4 separate regions of the Sus scrofa genome follow, and all the other regions are linked to region 1. A link is a contact called in public HiChIP or PLAC-seq data. All regions are on one chromosome and are shown on one strand. Each heading gives the region's core, a stretch centred on a gene start, on an enhancer-like site or on the middle of the called end of the contact. The rest is flanking DNA. Distances are from core to core; before and after follow the strand shown. Region 1 holds the start of LOC110255392. Region 2 has its middle 120 kb from the start of SLC38A6. Region 3 overlaps SLC38A6 (solute carrier family 38 member 6). Region 4 holds the start of TRMT5 (tRNA (guanine(37)-N1)-methyltransferase).

Region 1 (5,854 bases), core at 2,394-4,893:
AAAGGGGCGGTAGAGTGGGGAAAGACTCCCGGGTAGGAAAGCTAAATTGGAGAACAAACCTTATGGGGGATTTGCTCTACCTGCTGCGAAATGGGGTCTCAGCTGTCCATTAACAAGTTAAAAGGAGAGAAGCCAAAGCTCAGAGGAGGAAGAGACTGGCGTCCTCGCGCCTCAAGCAGTCTCTTTCTCTTTGTTTTTAAATGCTACTGCAGTGTTGTTCCTCGCTGTCTGAAAGGACCACAGCGCTTAAAATACTGATTGCCATCCTCAGTGGGAGAACAGGTTTCCCATTTCATCAGTTGGAACGAAGTTTTGTGTGTATACTCGGTTTAAAACACTAGAGAAAATGCAGACTTTCCAGGGCAGCACTTTTTCACGGTAGACGTTGAGCCAACAATTTGCCCACAATTTTGGCTTTTCGGTCCTGGCTGACTTACCCAAATCTTTAAAGAATCTTCCTGGTGGAGCTATTGGATTCAATGGGGGGAGGGGGAGGGGTCGTCACTATGACCCTGAGTGGGCTCACAAGTTTCCACCTAAGGTCGCGGAGCATACCTGGGGCACCCTTGGTGTGAACGGCCCCTGGGAGCGAAGTGGGCACACTAGTTCCGCTGGCTTCGGGCGGCTAGAGAAGGTAATATGGATTAGTTGTTAGTTTTATACTCCTGGGAAAAGCTCAGAAAAAGGAAAAATACTGCAGAAAAAGCACTTGGGTCACCAGCGACTCTCCTCACCTTAACCCTGACACACCTGTTCCTGTCAATGCCACTGACCCCACCAAAGAAGGGCAGAGCGTGCGCCGCGACAGCCCAGCTCGAAGCGCGCTGCGGGCCTTGGCCGGCTCCTTCCTGCTGGGCCCCAGGGCAGTGCGAGGGGAGGAGGCTGCCGCTCGCCCCAGGGACACCGGCCGGGGGAAAACGCCCGAACAGGCCCGGCCGAGGAAGCTGCACCCCCCGCCCCCGCCCCCACTCTCCGGCACTGCCCAAGACTCTAGAAACCAGGGCCGACGTCCTTGGCTGTTGACCTTCCAAAGATAAGCAGGGGAAAGGGAGCCCTCTCTAGCGGGTAACCCTTCGCCGAATGCACGGGTGAGGAGCCCAGGTTCGAGAACCAAGGCCCGGGCCGCAGGAAGCAAAGGAAACGGGCCATACCTGAAGCGAGAAGGGCGGCGGGGCCTAGGCCGCCTCCCGACCAGGCTCTGGGGCCTGAGCCGGCTGCCCTGGGCTCAAAGCGCAGCGTCTGTGAACCGGGGAGCGCTCCCACCTGCTGCCGGGGGTGGCCGGGACCCTTCATTCCGCCGCCACAGGGCTGGATCCAACCCCGCGGTCGTGCGTCGGCACGGCTCATGTGCTCGCCCGGAACTAAGTCCTTGACTCAAAGAGCGAGACCTGACTTGGCCTTGGGAGGTGGCTCCGGGGTGCCCAAGGCCACGGTAGCTGGGTTGTCCCGAGAAGCTCAGGCCACAGCCTCCACGCTCTGGATCTTCGAGGCCAGCCTGGCAGCCTCTGCTCTCAGCGGCTCTGCGGGCTGAGCCACCCGGCCCTGCGACTGGAACTGCGCTGTGATGCGGCTCCCGGGAAGCGCGCAATTCTCTGTGAAGCTGTGAAGCGGCTCCGCGACAGCGGCGGCGGGCGGAGAGCAGCGGGTCCCAGAATCCCCGCACCTTGGGAGAGCGGAGTGACAAGAGCAGCCTCCGGAGACTGTGGGTAGCAGGAGAAGCTCCCCCGGTTTTCTGCAGTCGGAGACACGCGGAACCGAAGCCTCTGGCTCCCCAACCTGGAGTTCTGCTCGCAGACTTGCACCAAATACCTCCAGGCCGGGGAGGCAGTAGGCGTGAAGTCCCCTTTAGTCGTAGCCACCGCTGCAGCTGCCGCCGCCGCGGCGGCGGAGCAGGGGAAGGGCCGCCCCGCGCGCGGTCAGTGCCAGGTGCTGGACTGGCCCTCGGGGTGCGGGGGAGAGCGGCGGGACAAGGGTCCCTGCTTAGCAAACTCAGGGTTTGCCCATAAGCGCCGATGCCGCTGCATCTTCCTGGAAGCTTCCTCTTCATCTCGCGGTCAAGACCAAGCTGTCCTTGCCTGGAGAATAGTTCAAGATCGGCGGCGCTCAGCCCCAGCGGCGCCTTTCTCCCTGCCTGCACTTGTGGGGCTTGGGGGCTCTTGAGTGCCTACCTGCTGAGCCAAGTTCAGGAACCGCCGGCCAATCCCCTTGGCCTCTTGAGTATTTAGAAAGCTTCGTTCTCAGCCAAGAGGTCAAGGCGAACAGGCAGTGAGAACCTGAACGATCCTGTGTTCAGATTTTAAAAGTCAAAAATTTAAAAATCGCCCTAGTGTATTATTTTTGTTTTCATTTTACTTGGTCAAATTGCGTAAGGTTTTACCCTACAAACTATTTATAAGCCGTTTTTTCATTATTTTTGGCTCTTGTTATGAAACCTGTAAAAGAGAAATCGAAAAGTGGCTTTTGGTTCAGTTAACTGCGACGCTGAGAAGGTAAATAGAAGGTCCCTTAACAGCTGGTCCTTGAAGATTTCCTCGAGGAAAAAAAAAAAAAAAAAACACAAAAAACATGGTTAGTTCCCGCTAATGATCGTTCTAAAATGATTGCCAAGAAAACTCAAAGCGATATCCAGCTTTCTCGCCTCCTCCTGCTTGTCCCTGGTTTTGCCAGACAGAAAGGATGGTGAGGAAGGCATATTGTGCAATTTCTTATTAAACACATCTGGAATATGCACACTCTGGATCAAATGCCAGGGATTTTACAAAAGTTTATGACTGTGACAGAAAATTGTCCTTTTAATGAGTTTACAAGCAGTAATCACAGGGGCTTTTACAGGACCAGCCTGCTCTGCTCCTTGCCAGATCTGCAGACTTTTCCAAGATTCACCAACCAAGGGAGCAGGAAGTGGGCTGGGGCGCCAAAGGAGACAGAACTTCCAGGAGTCTAAAATTATACTAAACAGAGCTGGAAGAGTGGGGGGTAGTCATCAGAGTAGGAAGAGAGGGCATGTAAGAAATTAAAGTAATTGGCCCTTCCTATTTTCCAGGGAGATTTCCGCGGTGTCCTTTGAAGCCCGTCAGGGTCATTGAAAGCTATCTTTGAGCAGGGTGTTTGTTTTGGGGAGTGAATGTGAAGAATGTGAGGAGATCCCCTGTGAGAGCCCCTCCTGCAGAGGGTGGCATTTCTCTGTGGCCCAAGACGTGGAGAATAAACACCCTAGTGACTTAAATAAACAGCAGCTTAATGATCCAAAACACTAACAAGGGAGATTGGGACCCTGAGCTCCCAATCCAAATCATGGTCTCTGAGTGGCCTGTGAACATCTGTCCATCACTGAGGGAAAAAAATGACTTTATAAGTAAAAGTGACTACAGTTAAGTACGGTGAACCTTTCTCCTTTGAACTCAGTCAAAGCCATTTGACATAAAAAAGGGGGAACACCTCATAATAAGAAGGCCTTAATCTACCACCACCACCACCCCCCATTCTAGATCAGGACAGGAAAGATAAGAAAGGGTAAGAAAAACATGAATGTATTAATGGTGACACAGGTGAGAAAAATTAAAATTATGAAACGGTTGTGTTAGAAAATAAATAGACTTTTTCTGGGGAATAATATTTTACAAACACAAGCAAGCCAATCCCATTATCCTGAGTAGAATTTTAATAAATAATGCCATTAGTTTCACTAATTTTAAAAGCTAAATACAAAGATACATCATTTTTGCCCCAGGCAAAAATAATATGGAGCCTATATGATTACTGGGATTTTTCTGGACACTATTCGGCAGCACTGCAAAGAGCTCCTGTCCTGCTGGTCTGCTTTCTATTGGTACAGACTAATTCACAATGTTGCTATCCTTCTAAAAGTTCCATTTCCCCCCCAAGCAGATAAATTATTTTACTTTCACAGTCTTGTCATGAACTTGTTAATAATACAGAGCTATATACGAATTCTGTGTAGAAGAGCTAGTGGTAAACAAAATTGCATATCTAAATAATAAAAAAATAAATACCCCAAAGTTAAATTCACTCTTCTTCGGTCATATAATTAACTCAGTCACCACTCCTGGTTCAGGAGATGGCCTTCAACATACCCTGAAATTCATAACCACCATTAAGTAAGGAAGCAAAAAAAAAAAAACTATTCTTTTTTTTTTTTTTTTTTTTAAGGGCCCAGTGACAGCAATACACAACTCACCTTCCAGAAACAGAATCAGTACTTCTGGTGTTCTACTAAGTTTTAATTTAGACTGGTTTAGGTACAATAGAAAAGAAACCTGAAAACACATGCTGTTTAGTAACAAATACCAGGTTGCCAGATTTGTTACGTATTTTTGCAAGCTAGAAACTAGGAACAGGAGAAACCTTTAACAGGAGTAGGCTACAAATATGAAAGCTTTGAGGGCATGAGAAGTAATGGCATTCAGGAAAGTGTTTTTTCACATTGGTACATTTTAAAAGTTTGCCATAGAAAAAAACCCAAGGAAACAAACAACAACCACCCCCCCAACTAAATTTGACAAAAATAGTTGTATTACTAATGGTCACTTCTATTTCTAACTGCCTTATGTAGAGAGCATTAAGACATTTAGGCACTTGTTTTTTCCCCCAATACTGTTCTTTCATTTTAATCTACATAAAATTGTTTAACACTAAATATGAAAAATGTAAACTTAATTTTCCCCATCAAAAAAAATTGTAAGATCATATTTTTCCTATTCACCTTAAGAACACAACAAGTTCCTCCCAGGATGGAGGCTCTTTTCACTATTTTGACTTTCTCTCTCTCTTCTCTCTCATTTTCATTTCCTTTTCCTCTTCTCAAAACATTTTACCATAAATAAATTAAAAGGAAATAATTAAAATCCAGTTGATTTGTAAGCCCTGTTCATTGAACAAAAAAGAGAGGGACAGAGAGAAAGAGAGACTACTGAAGCAGCAATCTGGATTGCCCAGAACCAAGACTGGGTGACTGGATGTTTTTGTTTGTTTGGGTTTCTTCTTCTTCGTCTTCTTCTTCTTCTTCCTTTTCCCTGATCTGGGAGGGGAGATGCAAAAGTGGAAAGAGTTGGAGAGAAGAGGGCACTAAGCTTGAGACTGTGGTTGGTTTTGAGTTTTTAAAAGATATTTATGAAAGTTCACCATTCCTTTATGCGCAAAGAACCCCAGAAACAAGCTGCAAAAAAATGTTCCTGATTTCTATTTACAAGTGTCCCTAGTCGCTGCTTGAGGCCCCATTCCCTCCCCTCTTAGGACCCTAAGTCCACCAGACTGGAGGTGAGGGGGCCCAGCAGGGAGTCCTGGAGCTGATGCTGGTGGGCTTGCAGGCCGTGGGTGGGCTGCGAGGCCGTTAAACCCGGGAGGGAATAGTTTGAGCTCCTGGCGTGGCCCATATTGCCCTGCAGCAGAAGGACCGAGTTCTGGTCTGGACTTTGGGGAGGTGAGAATTCTTCTTCTGAGCTGGACATGAGCGGCTTTCCCCCTTCCAGAGGAGAGAGTTGATTCTGCTTGTTGGAGGAGGAGTTATTGTTTTCGGTGTTCTCCCTAAGAAATAGAGGACAACACCATATGGTTAAAAAAAAAAAAAAAAAAAAGTTAAAAAAAGTGTGAGATGGAGGGAGGAGAACTAGGAGTAGGAAAGGGCCATTGAGCAATCAGTCATTGACCCAAATGGAGGATCTCTGCCCTCTCACTCATCCCCAAGGGCCCTGGGGAAATGAGGAGGCAGCAGAGACTTGAGAAGGGGAGCTAAAGGGGAGCTGGGTCCTTACCTCTTCCAGATTTTAGAAAGCCAGATCAGCAGAGCTTATGTGCAACACAAAAATTACTTTAAAATTTTTGTTCAAGCAGTTAT
Region 2 (5,854 bases), core at 1,696-4,195, 420 kb after region 1:
GATTGGTGTGGAAAAGATTCCAGAACTGTAAGAAAAGGACCCCACAGGTTACCTCCAGGTCTGTCCTTGATACCTATGGGGGACGAATGGAGAGTCTTTCTCTTCCAAACCCTCCTCTGTCCTGCACAGTGGGAGGCCTCGCATACACCCATGCACAGACAACTCAACAGCTTGGATGCACGTCCAAGCTCCATCTCTGCATGCCACTTGGCCACTGCCTGCAGCCAGGAGTGTGCATATTGGCCACCCTCGGGAGGACAGACCTGGGCAGAGGCCATAGGTAGGGGCCATTTGGGTGTGGCATTTCCAGGTTCAATTATCTAGAGCAAGACTAGAGTGAGGTGTCACTGGAACTAGGTGGGCACAGCCTCGTGGTCCTACAGACTTCTCATTGCCTCATGGGAAGTGCTCTGATCCAGGAGGGGCAGGAATGGGGCCCCCAAAGTACGGGGCAGAGGGCAGGGACCTCAGTTACTCAAGTCAATGTCTGGTACTGAGTATGGCAAACTAAAGCTGTCAAAACAGGGCAAATTTCCCCCCAGATCTCCTCCCCACCCTATGTCCTGGTCCGTGCCCTCCTCCACCCCCAGGGGAACCCTCAGAGCTCAACTCCTTCCCCATCTCCAAAGCAGCTTTTGGTTCTGGCAATTCCTATTCCTCCAGAGTCTCCCTTCAGCCCTTGGCTGCTCCCCAGTGTCAGCTCTCACTTGTGCCTGGACCAATTTCCTGGCCTCCTGAGTTGATCTGCTCCCCTCCTGTTGCCACACTGCCACCCCAGCAGTTTTCCCCAGGGTCAATATGACCTCTTCACCTTCTGTCCTGCTTAAAGCTCTTCGGGGCTCCCTGTGCCAAGAGGATCTAGTCCAAGCTCTTCAGCCCAGCACACAAATCTCTATCCTTACACTGCCCACCTCTGCCCTCCCCTAGCCTCCACTGCCCTCCCCCCCAGCCTCTGCTCTTGAGCTTTGTCAATGTGCTGTATCCTTTCTGACCTCCTTGGCTCTATTGAAGTGCCCTTTCTTGTCTGACTGGTCAACGTGTCCTCATTTTCTCCCAGATGGAAACCCTTCCAATGCCCCCTACTCCCTTCCCCCCACCCTAGGTGAAACTGATCCCCTTATCTGTAAACTGAGCTGAGGCCCACATCAGAGCAATTATAACATATTTTCTAGCATTTACTTCTTTACAAGTCTTTTTTTTTTTTTTTTTCCTTTTTCTTTTTTTTTTTCTGTCAAGCTGGAAGCTCCCTGACGACAGGGGCTATATTGTTCTTCTGGGCATCCCTGTGCCTGGCATGGAGCTTGTGTTGAACTGAAATAGAAAAGTGTCCCTATGATCAATGCTTGCTGCCCCAGATGGAGTCCTCTGTTGATGAACAGACATTACTTGATCTGTTTTCCCTGTGTATTGTATATGGTAGCAATTCCTAAACAATGGGCAGGACCTGATCACAAGGTTCAGGCACGCATTCAAGACATAGATGAGTCCATAAAAGGTGCTCGGTCTTGCTGAGAATCCTTGGCATCGCCAGTAGCTGGAAAAGTGCTCAAAGCCTGCAGGAGTTCCAGGCCTGTGGACTTTGTGTCTTAGGTGCCAAGGTCATCTCAGGACGAAGGCCAGGTCCATTACTCTGGCTACTTGGCTCTGCAGCCACTTCCTACAACAGGGGCATCTTCCTCACCCCTGGAAGAGGAGGGAGAGGGGAAAGGGTAGACAGGTATGAAACCAACTCAGGTGGTAAAGGCCTGGCTGCCCCTCATCTACCCATGATGCATTGGATGCGCTTGTGCCAAAGATACAATCATGAACAAAACGCAGCCCCACCCTTGAAGGACCCACACTCAGCCTGGTAGAAAGAGAAATAAACCAGTGGTAACAATGAAGCAGAACATTTGCCCAAGTTGTGTGAAATACCAGATGATGGAAGGACCCTGCCACCGGCCTCCTTCCCTTGTCTCCCCGCCCAGTGTGACCTCTCTGGTCCCAAGGCCCTCTGTCCTTCTTGCTCACTGAATTCTTCACACAGTGCCCCCTGCTGGCCCCCTTTCATCTTTCAGCTGAATATCATTTCCTCAGAGATGCCTTCCTCTGTTGCTCCTTCTATGATAATGTCCTCACTTTAATCCTCATTATTTGCTCTCAGCTTCTTGTTTATTTCCTTTAAAGCACTTACCCAATGTGGCTATTTTATTTATATTTTATTATTTCTCAAATCCACAATAGCTTCCGACAGAGGCAGCCTGCATCCTGTTTCCTCCTGTATTGACAGCATCTGGTACCTGGTAGGGGCTCAGTACTCTCTTACCAAGCAATTGAAGGAGAAAAGGACTCTTGTTGGTTCTCCGGGATGTGGTGGTGTGAGATGAGGGGAGATGTCACAGGGCGCTTCCCAGAGAGAGGACATTTGAGTAGGGCCTTGCAGCCTTGCAAAGCATTTGCCAGATGGCAGGGCCATTGCAGGTGTATGAGCAAGGACACACGCGGCCCAGCTGCTGTTGGCAATCTGTCCCTTTTTGTGCACAGCTCCTCCTTGGCGGGGAGGGGGGTAAACTATTAAACCCCTGCTTTGACACGTCTCCCTCTTGGGCAAGCCCATCCAAGGTACACAAATCCAGCACAAGAGTTAAAGAAATTCAGCACAAGCTGAACAATTAGAATTCAGGGAGCTCCCTGAGGGACCCAGCAAGGACAGCAAGGACACTCAAGTAACCTCAGATGATTCCGAAACCTGGGAAAAATACTCCAGCAAAGCCCAAGTCATCTGATCATGAGACTCATCTCCTGATCAGCTCTGACTGCTTACAAAGAGCTGGCCAAGGACATTCCAGCTCTGCCAGGCAGCCCGGCCAAGTCTCTAGGGACAGTCACCCGCTCTGCACTCTCCCCCATCACACCCAAGGGCTGCATCCTGCAGGCTGGCAGACACCTGCTCCGGTGCCAGCAAAACAATCTCCACCTTTGCACTGGGCCAGTGGGAGGAGCTGTTGTTGGCAGATTTATAGCACCCAGGCTCACTGTGAGCCCAGTGCCAGGTAGAATCTCCAACTTCCCCAGGCAGGATCTCTCCCTGCCAGTGATTTATGGATCCTGAGTGGCCCAGTTGTGTTTTCCTTCTCCTCTTTCTGGTACCTCCTCTCAGGACAAATAGGTTTCACACACCCTAGGCATGATGTGTGTGATGACAAAGAGGCTCCATTTGTTCGTCTCCTCTCTGCACCTGCTTTCAGGGGATGGTGGCTGTTGGTTGGAGGCCACATCCATTTTGCTGGCACTTTCAGCTCTTTGCATGGTGCTTGGGCCATGGCAACCTCCATCGTGTTTTTGCTGTGACTTTGCTGGTTGCCCAGATTACTTCTCACCTGGAGCAGGCTTGACTTAAGACTGTGAGGTTGAAGAAAAAATCATGGACTTGGAGAACAAGACTCATGGTTGCCAAGGGGGAAGGGATTGGGAACTTGGGGTTAATAAGTGCAGACTATTGCCTTTGGAATGGATTAGCAATGAGATCCTGCTGTGTAGCACTGGGAACTATATCTAGTCACTTATGATGGAGCATGATAATGTGAGAAAAAAGAATGCATGCATGTATGTGTAACCAGGTCACCATGCTGTACAGTAGAAAATTGAGAGAACACTGTAAGTCAGCTATAATGGGAAAAAAAATGAGAATCGATTTATATATATGTGTGTGTGTATATATACACACACACACACATATATATAAAGACTGTGAGGTTGAGTTTTTCTCTCCCTCCTTCTTTTCCTCTCTCCCTCCTTCCATATATAAGGACCCATGAATCTTAGCTTGATTTCTTGGTGTAGATACCCAGAGAGCTGGGTTTCCTTCCATGAGAGTGCATCAGTTGTGGAAGCTGCCCTCCCAATGCAATGCAGCAAACAGTGGGTACTCCGAACACACTTTGTGCTGAGTAGTGAATGGGTCTTGAGCTTTTTCAAAGTCACTGCTTTGGTTCAAGAGGTCATGGGGGGAATAGGCAAATGGTGTCCACCTCTCTGTTCACGGGTGCTCCTGCATTCCCCTTGTGCTATATCCCAGCTGTGTCATCCTTGGGGTCTGGAATATGGCAGAGGCACAGCCAACATCGAGTGGGAGAGGGGTCAGGTGGTGCCTCCCATGTCACCAGCTTGGAAAGCTGTAGTTCCTGGGGAAGGAATCATCACTCTCTGAAACTTGCTGTGCAGTGTGTGGGCAGGAACCAGGTAGAGGCTGGCATCCACAGAAAACCCCAAGCCAAAGGGCAAGAGCAACCACCCCTGAGGTCAGGCCCATTTCCCTCAGCTGTGCGCTGGTGATTCCAAGCAAGGGTAGACAGTCTGGCACCGGAACTCCCACCCTCAGCCCACAGCAGCCCCCTCTGCCTTCTGCTCGGAAGGACTGATATAAGCCAGGCCAGTGGGGTTTCAGCTCCAGATGTGGCAGCCAGGAGCAGGGCCTACTGGGTCTCAGGGAGGCTAGGGCTGCTTCTCCAAGTTGACGAGGCTGCAGCAGGTGGCTGCTGCCCCTCGGGTCTCTCGTGGTCTCCATGGACCCCCAGGGACCTGCCTGGATGCCTCTCACAGAGCCAAACAAAAGTGTGGGCTGGAGATGCTGGGATGCTTTAGGGCTTCACAGGGTGTGGGGAAGGCACCCCCAGGGCTTGTTTCGAGAGGTCCTGCTCTCAGGATAATGGCATTTGGTGGGGGATTAGTAAAGCAGGTGGCCATTGGAGCACTTACCCCCCCATCAGGTACTGTGCTAAGTACCCTACATCTTCTCATTGAATTCTCTCAACAACCTGTCAGGAATGCCTTATTTTCCACACTTTTGCAGATGAGGAAACAGCTTCCTGAGGAGTTAGTTAATTATCCAAGATCATTCAGCCAGTAATTGGGAGAGCCAAGCATTCTACATGGGACTCCAATGCTTATTGCTTAATAAAGAAATTATACTGCCCTATTTCATTATCCGGAGGCTACTGGGAATTCCTATATTCAAGGAGCACTAGGTAAATTAATCAAAATGCCAAAACAATAGTTAAATCCAGGATGTACAGATAAAGCGATTCATTTCCCAGAATATAGGCAGAAATACAGAGAATACCACCTACCTCTCCAACCCTCCAACTGCTGTTGTCATTCTGTCCTTTTTTGTGCACAGCCCCTCCTTGGGGTGGGGGGCGGATGGGTGGGTTAAACTATTAAACCCCTACTTTGACACCTTGAACTATAGAGCTCCAACTTGCCGGGTGATTCTAAGGCAGCTACCAGGTGGTGCTATGGTTTCCTTTGCTTCTGGGGAGCTCAGAACACATCTTTCAACCCCACCTGGACTTGCCTGGCTGGGATGAAGCCTTGATAGTAGAATCCCAGGACATGAACATCTTTGGGGTTGGGGCCCATTAGTCTGCCCACCACACACAGGCTTTCTCAGTCCTCATGGCAGCCACATGAAGTATATAGTCTTACCATACTCATTTTGCTGATGAGTTGGGGAAAATGAAGCTTCCGGAATTTACATGACTCGCCCAAGGTCATTGTTTCAGTCTGCTTGAGCTGATGTAACAAAAGACCATACATGGTTTCAACAATAGCCACTTATTTCTCACATTTCTGGAGGCTGGAAAGTCCAAGGTTAAGGTTAAGGTGCTAATAGATTTGGTATCTGGTGACAGCCTACTTCCTGGTTTGCATGGCTGTCTTCTGACTATGTTCTCATACAGCAGAGGGTGGGGCGACATCTCATGTCACTTTCACTCTTTGCAAGGGCATTAATCTCACCACAGGGCCCCCACCCTTATGATCTCATCGAATCCTAGTTGCTTGCCAAAGGCCCCATCTCTGAATAGCATTGCAC
Region 3 (5,854 bases), core at 1,123-3,622, 330 kb after region 1:
CTCTGTCTACTTCTAAAGCCTTTGTTCTTTCTTCTCTGATACAGTAAATGTTTGAAAAGCTCTGAAAAGATAAAATATCATGGATTTTTTAAACTACCTGGGAATAGGAATGATGTTTTCGTTTGTTTTCCTAACTTGACCTAGTTTCTGGTAGAGAAGCTCAATAAATAATATTTGTTGAATGAAAGGGACAATTTAAAAAATTCTACTTAAAAGCCTAAGATTTTGCCTCAAAGAAACAATTTGGGAAATAAATAATGGAAAGAAACTTGAAAGCCCATAGAATGATTTATAGTTTAGAACAATTTAAAAATTAAAAGGTTGAAAATATTAAGGACAGTTACATCTTTTTTTTTTCTTTTTGTCTTTTTAGGGCTGCACTCACGGCATATGGAGGTTCCCAGGCTAGGGGGCTAATCAGAGCTACAACTGCTGGCCTACACCACAGCTCACGGCAAGGCCAGATCCTCAATCCACTATGCGAGGCCAGGGATCGAACCTGCAATCTCATGGTTCCTAGTCAGATTGGTTTCTGCTGCACAACAACGGGAACTCTACTTAGATCTTATATATGTAAAATAGAAAATAAAGTATTTTGAAATCTGCTTTTAGGTTAGGTAATCATGTCTTCAATTAATATTTCCTAATTCTTTTATTCTTTGTAACATTTAAACATTTCTCAGTTTTCTTGGGATTCTATACCCCTGACAAATCCGTGAGAAAAATGAAATTGCGACCTTTAAAATCAAGATGATCATGAATTGTTCTTGATCAATATTTGTTGCATGAATCTTTTAGTAAGACTCAGTTTATCCCCTACGTCTTTGTATTCTATATATCTGAGTAGATTGCTCATTTATTTATGTCTTTAAATACCTAGCACATAGGAGGCATCTAGTAAGTCTTATTTATCATAGGAAGAAAGTAAAGAGTTAGAGGGAAAGAAGAAAAAGCCAGCAAATCTGGCTTACGCGGTACCCCTTTAAAAGGAAGATCAACTGGGAAGAGAAGACCACACAGAATGTATAAGTGAGCATATGGTTTCTTTAGGGAAGAATCTACCATCAGAACTTGACGTAAACTCTTTTTCTTCTCCCCTGTATCAATCACACACCAAGTATTAGTCATAGGACACTAATGTGGTCTAACAAATAGACCAGAACAATCTACTGTCTTTGAAAAATCTCTAAACTTTAGATAGAAAAATATGTGACTCACTAAATTTAACACTCTTACTCTGGAGTTAGGGAAACAGTTGTCTTTGGAAAATGGAGAGCCACATAGTAAAATACTACTTAGAAGCGATTCCTGATTGCCTCTTAGCACTAATGAATGAGGGGCCCAAAATAGGCCAAGTCAGAGAGAGCCCCCAGCTGCCCACTGCCTCAGGCCCTGGAGGAGCATTTGCTGACAGTCTCTGCTGCTTGGACACAAAGTCAAAAAAGCAGCATCTGGAAGTTTTAATATTTAATGCTGTTATAGGGAAGAGAACTCTGGCTGAGAGTTTGAATTTAGTGGACTACAAGTAGAAGGATTAAGAACTGTGAGAGCAAGTAAGTACAGGTAGTTTCCACATAGTTCCTCCAGTTGTGTCGCATTGAGATTCTTTTTCTAAAAACAAAGGTAAGTGGTTAGTTTCACATGTGTTTAAACTCTTGAGATAGACCACTCAGTTGGCTAAAATATCCCCAGAAATCAAGCAGTAAACCCCAAATCATCTTCAGTTAAGCTGAGAAGAAGTCCTGTTAACTCTGAGAAGTATACGATAAAAGTAAATTGATGTTGTTTCTGGTTTTATATCTTGCCCAAATCAAAATGCAAGGTGAGTGGCTCCTAGGAGTATTTAAATCCTTTTTTTCCTCTTATAAAATATGAAGGGGCCACTATGGATAGCATGTTCTTTCCTTAGTTCTTTAATGTTCCAGTTCTTTAAAGGAGATTAAAGATTGAATCACTGCTATACGATTGTGAAAGGAAAACCCTAAACATTAGTAAATACGGAAACCTTTTGAAATTGCTAGAATGACCCAGATTTTCCAGACTAGCAGAGCTCCCACAGACCTACTCTAGCTGTCTTGATTAACACCTCAGTTTGGAGATCTAAGTTTTAAGAGAAACTCAGCACTCCTTTTATGTGGTCAAGTATCACAGTTTCTAAATCTTATAAACAGAAACGTATATAAATAAGATCATTCTCAACTGAGAACTATAAAAATTTCAAATGCTCAGATTTTTGAAAACTGTGATTTAATATTAAGTTAAAAACTATTTGGCTTTACTTTCTGAAAAAAAATATTTTTGGTAGGATAGTGAATTCTGAAGAATTACTTGTTTGTACTGTCTCCTGGGAAACGCGGGTTGGGCGTGCTGTTACAACGCCATCTGCTGGTCAGCTCATCTGTAGTCAATCTGCAAGCTTCTGGAGACCTTGAATAGTATTGTCCAGAAATTCTAGAAAGCAGTTTTAGAATGGGGGAGATAAAGGAAATTGGGAAGAAGGGTCTTTCTCACAAGTACTTCCTTTGACAAAATTTGCTGGTAACTTGTCACTTTAAAAAAGTTTTGAGAAATATTTCTTAGTAAAAATTTTATTGAAGTGTATAAGATTTTCAGAATGGTAAATATTCTGGTCATTTTTTATTCAAGTTTAAAATCTTGATAAATGACAAAACAAACATGTATTTTCCTTGAGTTGTGGGGGTGGAGGGAGTCCCTCCATATATTTTAATTTCTATTTGTGCATAAATTAGGGAAATGACATTGTTTTCAGAATTTTTTTTTGCTTTTTAGGGCCGTACCAAGGCATGTGGAGGTTCCCAGGCTAGAAGTCCAATCAGAGCTACAGCTGCCAGCCTACACCCCAGCCACAGGAATGCAGAATCTGAGCTGCGTCTGTGACCTACATCATAGCTCTCAGCGATGCCATATCCTTAACCCACTGAATGAGGCCAGGGATCTAACCCACAACCTCATGGTTCCTAGTCAGATTTGTTTCCACTGTGCCACGATGGGAACTCCCTTTCAGATTTTTTTTCTTTAAGTCCTTTTGAAAAAGGAGAGAGATTGTGTTGTGAACTATTTTGAGTGGGGATAGACTTTCGGTGGCTTTGGACATTTAGTAGGAACACCAGATTAGCAGATACATTGAATAGAATAAACCAGTTACTATCCATAACTAAAAGCATGTGTTTAGTAAAACTGAATCTCTCTTAGAAGGAAAGGCAAACCTACTATTTCTTCCTATAGCACATCTGTTTAGAGCTGGCTGACTAATCCTTTAAGAAGTTGCTGCACTTCTTCCAAGTGCTGAAAACCTCATTCTGTTTTAAAAATAGATCTGTGTAATCTTATCTCCATATGTGTATTTTAAGTGTTTAACAAAAAGGGTAATTATTTTTATAAATTAATGGTTTCTTAGACCCAAACCCCAAGTGAAACTTTGTCTTTTTTTTTTCTTTCAGTTTTTGTCTTTTAGGGCTGTACCCATGGCATATGGAGGTTCCCAGGATAGGGGTCCAATTCGAACTGTAGCTGCCAGCCTATGCCACAGCCACAGCAACACAGGATCCGAGCTGAGTCTGCGACCTATACCACAGCTGACAGCAACACCGGATCCTTAACCCACTGAGTGAGGCCAGGGATCGAAACCGTATCCTCATGGATGCTAGTCAGGTTCTCTAACTTCTGAGCCATGATGAGAACTCTTTTTAAGGAATCTTGAGTAAAGTAGCCTGTGAGAGTACAGGGTTTGGGGGAAGAGGGGTTGGTTTTTGTTTTGATTTTTTAAAATTTCGTTGTAGTTTTAATATCTCAAATATGTGAGAATAGGAAACATTCTCTTCTGAACTAGAATAACAGCTGCAGATGCAATAGAATCAATACAGTAGAGGCCTGTCATGAAACTCCTTAGCTTGTCTTAGGAATCTTGACTAATAACTTCACCAAACCAACTATAAAACTGAAATGAAAATGTATCTCAGGAGTTCCCATCATGGCTCAGCAGTTAATGAGCCTGACTAGCATCCATGAGGACGCAGGTTGGATCCCTATCCTGGGAACCAACATATGCTGCCATAAAAAGACAAAAAAGAAAAAAGAAAAAAAAAAGGAAAATGTATCTCAAAGTGAAATGAACATTTTAAGTTTTTAATGCTTCTAACAAATACTGTGTTGTAGAAGTTCTTCATTTTCTTTGAACCGAACTGTTAAATAGCATTTGGAAGCAATTTTTTGTTTAAATGCTGATGAAAAAAGAGTAACGAATGATTCTGGGAACTGGTCCTTTTGATAGACATTTCTTATTTTTCTTTTGCTATGGTGGATTTCTTCTTCACTCTGCTCCTTGGTGCTTTCTCATAGTGTAATAGTTGACAGTGCAAATATCTCAAGCCAGATGACTGTTTCCAGCTTGGGCAAGTTACTTCCATGCCTCCATTTCTTCACCTGTGAAATAAATACTATCTACCTCACAGGTTTGCGGTGAAGGTTAAACGAGGAAAGAGCTTGCAAATCACTTGGACTAGGCACCCCAAGCCCCCTGAATGTTTTCTCTTCTGGTGGTTCTCTGCCTCCAGAGCACTTTCCCCTTTTCTGTTTCTGACAGCTCTCTCCTCAGCCACCATTCTCCCAACTCACGTGTTTCTCTTTATGATGAGCTCAAGCAATATTAATACCTTACTACTTGCTATTGCCTAATCAGATTTTACCCTGTTTTAGTCATTTCTTAATATAACAGTTGCTTCTCCACATGGCTTTTAAAGAATGCTTTCAACTTCTGTGTTTTGATTAAGTTGACAGATTTTTTATTTCCTTCCCAGGGCAGTTTCCATACAATGAGTTCTATTAGTTATGTTTAAAAGAAGGAGTAAAGAATACCTATTTAGTTAATGTGGTGAAACTAAATGATTTGTAATGGCTGAATACCTGTCATCAAGGTATGTCTTCTACCCTAATTCTAGCTTGGGTGGTGTGGAGGCCAGACCCACTTAACTAGAACCGTGGCTCTCATGGATGACCTTGTTACAGCTATTAATTTAGAGTACAGCATGGTGTGTCTTGTATTAGGCGTCTGCTATGTATTGATGTCAGCAAAAATCATTTACAAAGCTTGCTTATGACCTGTCTCTAAGATAAGTCCTTAAACACTTCCTTATGCCATTAATGGAAGACATGGGGTGAAAGGTGTGGCCGGCAGCTTCTGGAGGTGGTGAACCTTTTGGTTAAAAACAATGGGTATGTGAGCATTCCTACTGATTTTATATCTTTAAAACATTTCCACTTTAATTAAGCTGATATTTCTTTTTATGTAAATGTAGTTAAGATGTATTCCTAACTTAGTGTATATTTAGTAATTTTTTTGTTTCTCTCTGTATTATATATTAGGGTAGTAGTCCTTGCAGGGAACTTTATTTGTGGTTAGGAAAAAATAAGGTAAACTGAAAAGGATAATGTCTTTCTTTGTTTTACTTGCTTAATCAGTGGAGTTTTTCCCCATCATGAGCTCTGTGATTGTGTAGCTCTTAAAACAAACACTAGCATTGTCTAAGAAAGAAACAGTGTAAATAAACACTAGCATTCTCTAAGAAAGAAACAATGTTTTACACGTTTTATTATATCTTATATGCTGAGGTCTTTTTTTCAGAGAGAAACATATGTTTGGTGAGTTCATATTTCTTGAAATATACATGATTCTTTGGAATGGAATCTAATGAAATAGGACTCCCATTTGAAAACGAAAGAGTTAAGGCTAAAACAGAGGATAAAAGTGATCAAATGATTAGCCAGGGGCTAATAGAAATTCTGGGGAGAATGACAGATTGTATATTAAGAAGAAATATGATCTTATATTCATTGA
Region 4 (5,854 bases), core at 1,509-4,008, 300 kb after region 1:
CAATGACTCATAGGAAAACCTAGACTTGACATTTATACCCAGTCATAATTATAAGGATTTGCTTAAGTATTTATTATGTTATCATTATGCATTATCAGCCCCCTTTATCAATAAAAACCAAGGAAATGCCTAATAGCATATCTCTGAAATCCTACCCATGCAAAATACTGAGCACTACATTTTAAAGCTGAAAATAATTCCCACAAGTTCTGACAAATACTCTACATTAAAAAAAAAATTAATCCTGGAGAATTCACAGACATTAAATATTTACATGAGGATTAGTGCAATTGTGATTAGTCTTCTGCTTCTATCTTATCCCAACGAATAAAAGACCCAGGCTTAAATTCTGGGCTACAGAGGTACAGCATACACAGCATTGTTTCTCTAAGGCTAGAAGCACTAAAAAACAATGTGTGGTACCTGACATAAACAAGTTCAATTAATTGATCAATGAAAATATGAGTAAACAGTGTCTTGCCCTTTTGACTTAAACATGCAAATTTATGAAACCTTGTATTCAACATAGTCCTAAAGTTTTAATAAGTCCTGGCTACCAAAATGACAAGCTGCCAAAGAATTCTACCAAAGCAAGTGATTCAAGTTTTTACTTCTATGCATTGTATACACAAAAGCTTAAACTGATATTTAGAGCTTGCTATGACTCTGGAAAAGGTATTCCAAGATGGCCCTCAAAAGAGAGAGTATGCAGCTAAGATCCAACTTAAAATGTCCTGCTCTTATAATTCAGCATTAAAATTTTTTAAAACTAAAATTAGAACTTGCTCATTGCTTTCTAATATGTGAGTATCACTAAGACACACCTACCAATTAAATGCTTGTAAGGTAGCTGATGATCTCGAAGGTTCAGGTGGGCGATGTGTCCGACTCGGCTAAACCCTGAAGTCACATCTTGACCTTCAGGGAGCACGGCTCTCAATATTTCTTCTGATTTAAAGTTTTCATAAGTTAGTTCCAAATTATATTTAGATATCTGTGGACTGACATTTAGTTGCTTTAAAATACTGAGTTCTTCTTTCTCGAAGGAATCACTGGTAAAGATTTTATAGGGATCCAACATAATTAGTCTACTTTCTTCATCTTCTGGATCTTCAATCACACGTTTGATGCCTGGGCGCTGCAGTGCTGCCTTTTTAAGGGACCGCATCAATTTATTGACTATTTCTTTCCTCACTTTAAGCACTGGGATGGTGACTGTTTTTTTAAAAGCTGCTCTATCGAGTTTTGTCATTCCTCGAACATCAGAGGGTGGTGAAAACAATTCAGAGTCTCTCCGATTTGTTTCTATTTCAGGCATGGTTGAGAATCTTTTTCTTTGATCCAACGAGAAAATATCAGGTGTCCTGTTAGGTTTCTGTATCAATGACACCCAAGCTAGTGGAATCGATGATTCTGATTCAGTTATTCCACAGCTTTCCACTTTGAGATGTCTTCTTGAGAATCCAAATCCAAATGGCCTCCATAAGATCCTAAAAAAAAAGTATTTTTTAAAACAAATACCATAAAGCTACACACTAACTTAACATGTTCACAATAAGTTTGGGGAATAAAATTTTAAATTGTTTTAAATAATGGGTGAATGCTGATGATTAAAACTTTTAGTGGTGTGTGAGAAGAATACTATCATTTCCAGGACAGGATGACCTTTAATGGTGGTAAATAATAAAAGTGCACCTTCTACCCATGTGTTGCCAGGACTAGGGCTTTGTGATCCATCACCCTTCGTTCAGTCAATGGACCTTCCCAACCACAATTTTCTATAGAACATGTTTGGGATTGGAAGGCTGAAGTTTAAGAATCACCACTAAATGAAATGGTCACAATATTTATGACCTTACCAATGGCAATATTTAAAAGGAAATTCTTGTGGATTCCTATTAGGTCAGGTGCTTTACATACATTATCAATCCTTGAGAGGTGTGCGTGGTATCACATTCTCATTTTGTAAATGAGTAAACTAAAGCTCAAGGGTAGGTTAATTGGCCCAAATTCCCGTTCCTGCCAAGTGGCTGAGCAAGGATTAAATTCCAGGGCCTGGTATTCTTAATATACTTCTATGTTGTCTTCGAAGTTTTACTGCCACAACTCCTGCCCATAACTAGAGGTTTCAGTATTTTGAGGATGAGGCCTGTTAAGTGTTATACTCATATTCCATTAACAGTATCAGTTATTCATTTTGTTACCGAAGAAGTAACTGTAAAAGGAAAGGGTCCCGTCTGGTAACCCTATAAAGCAACTGTCAAAATTTATAGCCAGGGTTCAAATTGGGTCTAGCAGGTAAACAGATGTGTAATTTACTTTGGGTAAATTACTTGATGTGAGTCTCGGCTTTACATGTGTAAAAATATGGCTAAAGTTCTATCAGAAAGCTTTTGAAAAGATGAAAGAGACTCCACACTCCCTGGTACTGTACTCAGACCTAGGCTTGGCAGGGCACCCGGGCGGTGGGTGACCTCGCCTAGGCAGCGCAAAGCGGAAAGCCGCCCTGAGCTGACCGGTACCGACAACACGCCCTCAGCCCCTTCGAAATATCAAAGGTGTAGCGGCCACCATCTCATCAACGTCACCATCCCATTTACCGGCGTCGCTCAGCAGCTGCCTCCCAGACCAACCCCTCACCTCATGCTCTGCTGCGGCTCGGAAATGGGTCGCCGACGGAGAGGCGGGCCCTCGATGACAACATCAATGTTCGTCGCCGAAGGGCGAGCGTCATCAGATCGCGTCGATTACCTTCTTCCTTCCCCGCCCTAGTGAGGTATAGGCACCCGGAAGGGCCGGGAATGCAGCCCCGCCTCTGGCGCGACTCTGGCCGGGAGAGCAGTGGTGGTAGCTGGTAGATGGACTGGGTCGTCGGCCAGCAAGCAGCATGGAGGCGCCGTGGGGGACCATCAGTGCGGAGCCGGGCTGGTTTGTCTCTACCCAGCAGATAGAAGAAGCAGAGGCGGAAGAGTTAAGCCCGTTGCTAAGCAACGTAAGTTAGCACAACTCGAGTCCCGGCACTTTTCTGATGTTCCTGCCAAATACGACGGAGAAAAGAAAGGGGAAGGCGAAGGGAGGAGGAAGAGGCTTAGGGCATGGGGCCCAAAGGCAGCAGCCGAGATTCCGAGATCTGGCGGACTTAATGAGTGTCATAGGAGCCTAACCTGTGCTAGAAAGAACAGCTGAAGTAGAGGTGCAGGCTCAGGTGAAGAGGTGCAGCGGCGAGTTGGAGGCTGGTGACCCCACTTAAAGGAGTAGCCCCAGGATTATGTAACTCCCTGCTGTTTTTTAGCATCTTTGTTGGTTTCTCGGCTTCTCGTTTCCTTCACCAGTCGTTTGAGCTTTGTGCAAGAGTCACAAGATTTTTCTTTTCCCAGCTTAGTCACTGGGGACCTGTAAATAACTTAATGCAGAGATCCTTAATGGTGAAGGAGTAGAGGTGGCCTGATAGTAGGTACATAGTACTTCCCTTGACCCTAAAGCCTGTGCACTCAACTTTTAACTTAAGTCAGTTTCTAGGACTTTGTTCCCAAATACTGTTTTAGTATTCCATACTGTTTAGTATTCCATAGTGTCCTCGCCAGAGCAACGTGAATCGCTATTTACTGTATCATCATTGTCAGGTGTTCCTGACCATCCTTCCCGTTGGGCAGACTTAATTCATTAAGTATATAAATAGAGATTAATTTTGCTGTCCTAGTCATTGAGGAGCAGCAGAAGTCTACAGTAACCCCATGCTGATTCAGGGATTCTTCAGTAATCATGTGAGCTTGGGGCCATGTTCCTGCTCTCTGTCCCCACCCCCATTTTACCCTATCTTCATCTTTTGCAGTCACAAGGTTAGTCATGACTTTTCAGAAGCCGACCTGGTTTCTGTGCTTGGAGTTGATTTTCCTAGGAAACCAAATTCCTGGTGCTGCACTAAGGGGAGGTGAGGAGGGAAGGAAAGGAAACCAGTGCTGGGTTGCTGGTTGAGCCCCTGGTATGTCACATCATGTGTCTGGTTTGCAGATATCCTCCATTGTCTGTCATTTCTTGATGAAATTTGAACCTCACCATTCAAACATTTGACTCTATTAAATTTGTGTGCTTACAGGAACTTCACAGACAGGGATCCCCAGGTGTTTCATTTGGTTTCTCAGTGTTTAATTTGATGAATGCCATCATGGGAAGTGGCATCCTTGGCTTAGCTTATGTTATGGCTCACACTGGCATTCTTGGATTTAGGTGAGTTATTTTCTTATTTTACCATTACTTTTTTCCCCCCTTAATTTTGATAGTTCAAAATAAGCAAAGAGATAGGCTGCAGAAGCTGGTACTATACAATTTCTAGTTATTTCTGGGCTTTTAACATTTTCTTCTTAACTTTTATATTGCTGCTAGTCTGTAGCTTGGAGGGATGCTACATAACCTGTATTTTTTTTTATCCAAAGTGTAGCTAATTTTAAAAAATGGAAACTTGATCCACACATTTATAACCTTAAGAAGTGGCTTATTTGTTGTGTTAAGTTGGCCAAAGTAAATCAGAGTTTATCAGCCATGCAGATTAATAATAAATAGCAATTTTGTGAGTGCAAATAAAGGACATAATCTTTTCATTTCTCCCCAACTCCTTTCTTCTTACTGTTAAGTAGTCTTGTTTCATCCTCTGAGGCTGGACATATATTCAGTTATTCATCTTTTAAGTCTCAGCTCATATTCCATTTGTATATTTGTTCTTTAATTATAATATATTGTAATAATTTGTTTGCAAGTTAGGTTCCCCACTAAACTCTGAAATCCTTTAGGACTATACCTTATCCTTAGCATCTAGCACCATGCTTAATAGAATGAATGAACAAGTTTGTTTTGTCAGCAGAAGCAGACCTCTTTTTCTAGGAAACTTAAGATACGTAGAGAGTTTCATTTAGGTTCATTTTTGCTCTTATTTTGAATTAAAAAAACTATTTTTATTGCCATACCTGTAGCATATGGAAGTTGCTAGGTTAGGGGTCAAATCAGAGCTGCAGCTGCTGGCCTATGCCACAGCCACAGCAACACCAGATCTGAGCCACCTCTGCGACCTAAACACCCGCAGCTTGCGGCAACACCTGAATCAGATCCTTAACCCACTGAGCGAATCTAATATGCATCCTCACAGAGGCAACTTGGGGTCCTTAACCCACTGAGCCACAATGGGAACTCCTTGTTTTGATTTTCTTGATTAGCAAACCAATTTTAAGTAACCCAACTTGCTTTTATTATGGAATATATTCACAAACTTTCATAGTTTTAAAACTTCAAACCTGTGTGACACCTTAGGCAAGACATTATCAGAGGATTTATATTTTAGTCCCCTTTGAAAAATTATATTTTAAAATCCATAAAGGGTCTTATATGTAGATGTGTACTACTGAATGTGTGCTTGCTGAATCCTATCACAGTTTCCATTTTGTGATGTCAAACTGTTATTTTGTCAGGTTTCCTGAGTCAGTTGACAAGTGTACTTTCACTTCTCTGTTCTGTTACTTATTAGCAAGTATTAAGTAGACTACAACCATAGTATTTCTTCAGCTTGGAGGGGACTCCACTGGGGACAGCTTTCTAGAAGCTTGTTCTACCAGTATCTTCCTGAGAATAAGTAGGGGGCTATGCATGTTGTTTCTGTTCACACTTTTGGTGAGAGGACCTCAATTATTACATTGCACATTTTCCAAATGGCATCGTTAGAAATGTGTTAACTGCATGTTTCTGGTTTAGTTTGGTGAGTGTGTGGGTTTAACAGATGCTAGGAATTGCAGTGTTAATTCACAATTATAGGTGAAGGTATGCTAAAGAGGTATACATCATTGGAAGGACAAGAAACGAAGAAAGG

The links. HiChIP or PLAC-seq counts read pairs in DNA pulled down with a chosen protein or histone mark.
Region 2: a contact with region 1 is called in an H3K27ac HiChIP or PLAC-seq map of skeletal muscle. The contact joins the enhancer-like site here to the promoter of LOC110255392 in region 1. A contact is called at or near these places in 6 of 47 Hi-C or Micro-C datasets (embryonic fibroblasts, epiblast stem cells, fetal skeletal muscle and 2 more) and 1 of 2 datasets of contacts at active chromatin or transcription factors (skeletal muscle).
Region 3: a contact with region 1 is called in an H3K27ac HiChIP or PLAC-seq map of skeletal muscle. The contact joins the enhancer-like site here to the promoter of LOC110255392 in region 1. A contact is called at or near these places in 20 of 47 Hi-C or Micro-C datasets (alveolar macrophages, blood, embryonic fibroblasts and 12 more) and 2 of 2 datasets of contacts at active chromatin or transcription factors (alveolar macrophages and skeletal muscle).
Region 4: an H3K27ac HiChIP or PLAC-seq map of skeletal muscle shows a contact between it and region 1. The contact joins the promoter of TRMT5 here to the promoter of LOC110255392 in region 1. A contact is called at or near these places in 6 of 47 Hi-C or Micro-C datasets (embryonic fibroblasts, omental adipose tissue, psoas muscle and 1 more) and 2 of 2 datasets of contacts at active chromatin or transcription factors (alveolar macrophages and skeletal muscle).

What each region holds. Positions count from the first base shown.
Region 1 is chr1:189,616,207-189,622,060 of Sscrofa11.1, forward strand. LOC110255392 reads right to left here and starts at 3,644. Exons shown (of 2, transcript XM_021062434.1): 1 at 1,152-3,644; 2 at 1-625. The coding sequence starts at 2,047. The coding sequence ends at 1,226. SIX1 (SIX homeobox 1) reads right to left here. Exons shown (of 2, transcript NM_001199718.1): 2 at 4,224-5,544. The coding sequence ends at 5,250.
Region 2 is chr1:190,036,671-190,042,524 of Sscrofa11.1, forward strand. No RefSeq gene overlaps it. Among named protein-coding and RNA genes, the nearest start is that of SLC38A6, 120 kb to the left of the region's middle. Within about 2 kb of position 2,946, at least 6 of the 83 cell types and tissues checked have an H3K27ac peak or open chromatin away from gene starts, as enhancers often do. A contact at or near this core is called in skeletal muscle, where this site is marked.
Region 3 is chr1:189,949,934-189,955,787 of Sscrofa11.1, forward strand. The region is part of intron 5 of SLC38A6 (solute carrier family 38 member 6); the gene reads left to right. Among named protein-coding and RNA genes, the nearest start is that of SLC38A6, 29 kb to the left of the region's middle. Within about 2 kb of position 2,373, at least 9 of the 83 cell types and tissues checked have an H3K27ac peak or open chromatin away from gene starts, as enhancers often do. A contact at or near this core is called in fetal skeletal muscle, omental adipose tissue and skeletal muscle, where this site is marked.
Region 4 is chr1:189,920,550-189,926,403 of Sscrofa11.1, forward strand. It overlaps TRMT5 (tRNA (guanine(37)-N1)-methyltransferase), which reads right to left and starts at 2,759. Exons shown (of 5, transcript XM_003121846.4): 1 at 2,641-2,759; 2 at 829-1,490. The coding sequence starts at 2,645. SLC38A6 (solute carrier family 38 member 6) reads left to right here and starts at 2,836. Exons shown (of 16, transcript NM_001267849.1): 1 at 2,836-2,992; 2 at 4,097-4,227. The coding sequence starts at 2,888.